Linked DNA regions of Ovis aries: region 2 is linked to region 1. Evidence: chromatin contacts called from public Hi-C data. All regions are on one chromosome and are shown on one strand. The core of a region is the stretch at or near the end of the contact, and the rest is flanking DNA. Distances in the headings are between cores, read along the strand shown.

Evidence for each region. Hi-C and Micro-C count contacts between places; a contact is called where the count stands out from the background.
Region 2: a contact with region 1 is called in a Hi-C map of hypothalamus, with 4 times the contacts expected there. The contact joins the promoter of RAD52 here to the promoter of LOC121819227 in region 1. A contact is called at or near these places in 2 of 16 Hi-C or Micro-C datasets (hypothalamus and liver).

The regions. Positions count from the first base shown.
Region 1 is chr3:213,413,052-213,415,751 of ARS-UI_Ramb_v3.0, reverse strand. LOC121819227 reads left to right here and starts at 1,328. Exons shown (of 2, transcript XM_042247690.2): 1 at 1,328-1,869; 2 at 1,951-2,700. The coding sequence starts at 1,533. The coding sequence ends at 2,360. It overlaps WNK1 (WNK lysine deficient protein kinase 1), which reads right to left and starts at 1,102. Exons shown (of 25, transcript XM_060413505.1): 1 at 1-1,102. The coding sequence starts at 333.
Region 2 is chr3:213,563,257-213,565,956 of ARS-UI_Ramb_v3.0, reverse strand. It overlaps RAD52 (RAD52 homolog, DNA repair protein), which reads left to right and starts at 1,370. Exons shown (of 10, transcript XM_060413511.1): 1 at 1,370-1,467.

The DNA.
Region 1 (2,700 bases), core at 79-2,578:
CGGGACCACGGCAGCCGCGCCGGGCTGAGGCAGCGGCAGAGGGAGGCCGGGCAGCTCCAGCGCCGTAGCGTTGGAGTCGCAGATGACGCTGCGGCGGAAGAAGCGGTGCTCCGTGGTGGTGGTCGCGGCCGCCCCCCGGCTGTCCTTGTCCATGGTATGGCGGCGACGCCGGTACTCCTCCGTCCGGCCGGCTGCGGCATCGGCCGCTGCGGCGCCCAGTTTCTCCCCCACCGAGGAGTCCGAGCTGGAGCCATTCTTGGGGGCAGGCGCCGGCGGCGAGAGGAACAGCGAGCCCGGCGCGCTGCTCTGCTGGTCGGCGGCGCCGCCAGACATTGTGGGAACGGGAGCGAGAGCGAGGCGGGCGGCTCGAGTTCGCGGAAGAAGGGGGCCGGCCCGGGGCGGCGGGACGACGGCCCCTCACTCGGCACTGACTCGGCGGCCCGAGCGGGAGGCGGGCCCGCGGGCCCGGCTGCGGCGGCCGCTGCGGCTCTCGAGGCGCGCTTGTCGGGGGCGGCGGCGGGGCGGAGGCACGGGGGCTGGCGCCTCACGGCCCGCACCCATCGTGCGGCGAGCGGCGGACGGGCGGGCTGGAGCGCCGGGGGCGCGCGGTCATGGGGGCGGCGCGGCGGCCCGCACCGAGTCAAGGAGGCGGCGGCTGGCTCTCCACCGCTGCGGCCCGGGGCGGGCTGGACCCCCGAGCGGCTGCCGCTCGGCGCGGAGGCGGGCGAGGCCGCGCTGGGGCTCGCGGCCAGGCGGGCGGCCGCTCCTCCTCCCCGCCCTGCTGGACGGCCTCAGAGGCCGCCCATTGCCCAACGCGAGGAGCCGAAGCGCAACACGGAGGAGCGGCCCCCGGCCCCGGGCCTCACCGCCCGCCCCGGGCCGGGCGGACCCCTTCCTCTCCGGGCCGGGGCCGGGGGCTGACGGAGGGAGAGCCGGTGGGGGAGGGCCCGAGCCCGGTGCTCCTCCGGGCCGAGGAGGGCCGGGAGAAGTAAGGGCAGTCACCCGGTCGGGCGCCTTCTGTCACGGAGATGAGTGCAGAGAGGCCGCGGAAGAACAGCCGCGTCCGCCGGCGAAACTCCGCGCTAAATGGCGCCGGGAATCTGAAGCCTCCACACAGCCCGCTCGGGCCCCGCCCCCCGCCGCCCGGGGCGCCCCACCCCCACTCCGCTCGCGGGGCTCTCGCGCAGGCTGTCTCGCCCCGAGACCCTCTGGGACTTGTAGTTGACACCTTGAGGAATGAACGGGACAGAGCAGGAAGACGCCTACGACTCCCGTGATGCCCTGCGGTGGCTTAGCCTGAGGCCCCACGGGAGCTGTAGTTCCCTTTGAAACCGCCTCTTCTGGAAAGCGGATGGGAGCGTCACCGCGGGTCGCTAAGCCTTATCCTTTAGTGGGCGCTAGCTAGGAAAAGCATGACTTAGGCATTAATTGTGGAAGAAGGGAAGAGAAAAACAGGAGAAGGACTCAGGAAGAGGGGAGAGGCTCCCACCATGCTGTACTGAGGCGAGAGCGAGCTCTTGGGATTGCCATGGATGGAAAACGAGCTGCTGTTCCTATTTAAATACGGTGTCGCGACCGGAGTGTGGGCGGAGAGCCGGGAGGAGCCGGACCCCTCTGCTCGGGCCACAGACTTTGTGCATAACACTGATTGGCTGGGGGAGGGGGGAAGCTCCCTTCCACGGCACTTAAGGCCGCATCCTGGGCTCCAAGCCCAGGACAGATCCTCTGACTCGCAGAGACCGGCCGCCCCACTGCAGTCAAGGGTCACAGCGAACTCCGCCCGGAAAAAGCGCACAGCGCGCGGGAGGGGGTGGGTTCGAGAAGAAACAAGGTCTACGTATCTTTGCGGCTTTTACCACAAACTTGAAGGTGCTGAGTTGACTTGGATGAAACTTAATCTGCTCCTGTCTCTCTTGGTGCTTAGTGAAAACAGCCTCCCTCTTCCTTTAGAGGTGCCTGAGTGTGCCCGTGTGATCGACACCCCGGCTTTGGACGTGAGGCTTTCTCGAAAGCATCCTCGGGCTCCCTGGACCCCTAGCTCCGCGCAGCCGCCACTCAAGATGGTGCAGGTGATGAGCACCAGGGGGCACCCAACGGAGCAGGAAGCCGGACCCAGACGGCGGTTGAAAGTCTTAAGCCCAACGGTAGGAGCGGGAAGCACAGAAACGTGCGCAACGGCTCCGAGCGCGCGTGCGCTCCGCCGGGGCTCTAGCTCCGGCTCCGGCCCCGCGCCCGCGGCGGACCGGCTGCGGAGCGCACGGGCCGCGCGGCCACACTGGAAGAGTAGCGGTTGGAAGCAGCCGGACGGAAGATTCGTTAGCGCTTCGTTTCCTAGCAAATGCCCAAAGCTAGCTGCATGAGCTCCACTTAAGAGAGAGGGAAGTCTGGCTCTACAATCCAGAGTGATTTATCTGATACGTAAAACAGTTACACTATTTTATTTAATGTTTTTAATCAGAAGCTACCCTTTAGGTATACAAAAAAGTTTGTTTTAAAGCCAGCGGTTGTTAGGTTTCATGAAGCTAGCAGATTATGAACATTTTAAAACAGTTCAGTAGGGGCCACTGAAGTCTTAGTGTTCGCATTCCATTGTTTTAGAGACTATCCCCTCACTTGCTTTGGTAATGGTAAATATCATTACAGTGTATTAAGTGGTTTGTCTTCATTTGTAAACTTGGTGCAAAGGGGAGAAATGCCTCT
Region 2 (2,700 bases), core at 121-2,620, 150 kb before region 1:
ATAAGGAAGGAAGGAAGGAAGTGAAGTCGCTCAGTCGTGTCTGACTCTTTGTGACCCCATGGATAGGAGCCTACGAGGCTTCTGCGTCCCTGGGATTTTCCAGGCACGAGTACTGGAGTGGGTTGCCATTTCCTTCTCCAGAGGATCTTCCCGACTCAGGGATCGAACCCAGGTCTCCAGCACTGTAGGCAGACGCTTTTACCGTCTGAGCCACCAAGGAAGTCATTCTGCCATAAGGGTGATACCACCTGCATATCTGAGGTTGTTGATGTTTCTCCCGGAAATCTTGATTCCAGCTTGTGATTCATCCAGCCTGGCATTTCACATGATGGACTCTGCATATAAGTTAAATAAGCAGGGTGATAGTATACAGCCTTGAAATACTCCTTTCCTAATTTGATGGAGAAGGAAACGGCAACCCACTCCAGTATTCATGCCTGGAAAATGCCATGGACCGAGGAGCCTGGTAGGCTACAATCCATGGGGTCGCAAAGAGTGGGACACGACTAAGAGACGTGTGTGTGTGTGTGTTTTCCCAATTTGAAACCAGTCCATTGGCCTGGGGACCCAGCGGCAGGGGGGGTGTTTCGGAGGGCCAGTCCCCCTGCAGTCCCTGCCGGGCTCTGACGACCACAGCAGCCTGGATGCACCGGGGGCGCCAAGCAACCCGCGCAGTCCTTGCTGGGCTTGGGGCGCAGAGGTCGGTGCCGCGAGCTCGCAGGGCGCCAGGGGGCAGCAGAGGACACGGCGGCGCAGGGCATGCGGGAGCCGAGCGGCCGGCACGGAGGTTCGGGTCGCACTGCCACCTTGCTTGACGGCTCTCAACAGATGGCTCTGCTCCCATCTGCTGACTTGACTCGCGGTTCCTCTTCCTATGCCCCACAGTGGTCCGGGGAGAGTTCAGTTGGACCTACTCCGTTCCCACAGTCCTCTGCTCAGCCATCCTAAGCAGGATCGGGTTCGGGCCGCCCAGCCTCGGGGCGTTGTCGCCAAGACCTTCTTCCCATGGTCCTCTGCGTGCCCCTCAGGCCTCCTCCTCCGTTGCAGTGTCTCCGAAACCTTCTTCCCAGAGTCCTCTGCGCGGCCGTTCAAGCGCCCTTCTGCGTGTTGAAGCCACCCCCCGCTGTCGCTGTTTCTGCCAGACCTTCTTCCCAGGATCCTCTGCGCGGCAGTGCCTATCGCCTTTCGGCGCGTGGTCTCGCCTTGATTTCCTCAGGTTCCTCTGCGGATCGTGCCTAGGGCCCTTCCGCACGGTCAGACAGCCTCCGCTCGTGTGGTCACGCCCAGACCTTCTTCCCAGAGTCCTCTGCGCTGCCGTGCTTAGTGCCCTTCCGCACGTTCAGGCCTCCTCCGTCCGCGCGGTCTCCCCAGACCTTCTTCCCAGGAGTCTCCAGGCGGCCGTGCCCCAGCGAGTTTCTGCGCGTTCAGTCTGAACAGAGCCCTGTCCGCTCTGCGCGGCTGAGGCGCGTAAGTGGAGTCGCCGCCGGGCGGGAGCTCGCCTCGCGGGTCCCGGCTTAGCGGTCCCGCGCCCAGCGGTGTGTGATAAGCCGTGAGGGCGCCGGGCCGGGCGAGCGAGCGGGCGGCCAGGGCCGGGACCGCGGGGTCAGTGATGCCCGGGGCGGGGACCGAGGGCGGGTCCGCCGACGGGCCCCAGGCGGCAGCGGCTGCGGCCCGGAAGGCGTTGGCGTCTCGGCGGGGTTTGACAGGTCAGCGTGTAGTCAGCCCTTGTGGCGCTTTCAAACAACCGAGCCAGGATCCAAACACGGTGGAATCCCTCGGTCTGAAGAGACCCGCTGCGCGCCTTCGGCGCGTTCGCCGGGCCGGGCCGCAGTCGCCGCTGGTGCGGAGCGTGTGGGTCGCCCAGAGCCCCGCCAGCTCGTTAGCGGACGCGGCTCACCTGGTCCGGCCCGGGTCGGCGCTCCTCGGTCCTCGGCCGCTCGGCGGCGTTTCGTCGAGGGGGAACCTTGCTTTCTTTCTCCGTTAACTGATGGGCGTTTGGGCTTTTGCGCTTTTTGGTCTCCGAGCCCGTTTAAGGTCTGTTCCCCCCGGGGACTCACAGACCGAGGCACAAACCTCTGAAATCTAAATTCTCCCCCATCCTGAAGCTCCGGGCCCGGCTCAGGCGTTTCGGCAGCCTCGGGTCCGGTTGCTTCGGGAAGGTTTGTACAATTTTCTGTTCTCAGTGCGGCACTCCTGGACCCTTGGCGGTCACGGGCAAAGCAGCCTTCGTGTGCGGGGCTCGCTGGAGACGCCGCCAGGCCGGCCGTCCAGTGATGGGCACCAGGTGGGCTGGACATGAGCGGACGGATGATGTAGCAGAGCCGGGGGACGGGGGAGCTCATATCCAAGCAGACCTAGCGCGTCTTCGGTGTTTTGTGTGTTCACGGACCGGTCCCCTAACAGAACCAGTGCTCAGGGCGCCTGGCTGGTGTGCTGGGTGACCCTCGCGCTGTCCCTGCCGAAGTCCGGCAGGCCTCACCTCTGCCTGCTTGTTTCGGACTGTAAACCAGCGGCCTCGTTGTCCTTCAGTGCCAGTTTAAACTTTTTATTCGTGATTCCACTGTTTCTTTAGCACATTTTTTAAAAAATGATTGAAAGATTCTTTAATTCTGTAATTCTTTACAATTTTCCAGTTTCGCTCGCAGGAGATCGTGCACATAAGGTTGTGTAACAACCCTCGTTTTCCAACTACCCCTGCCT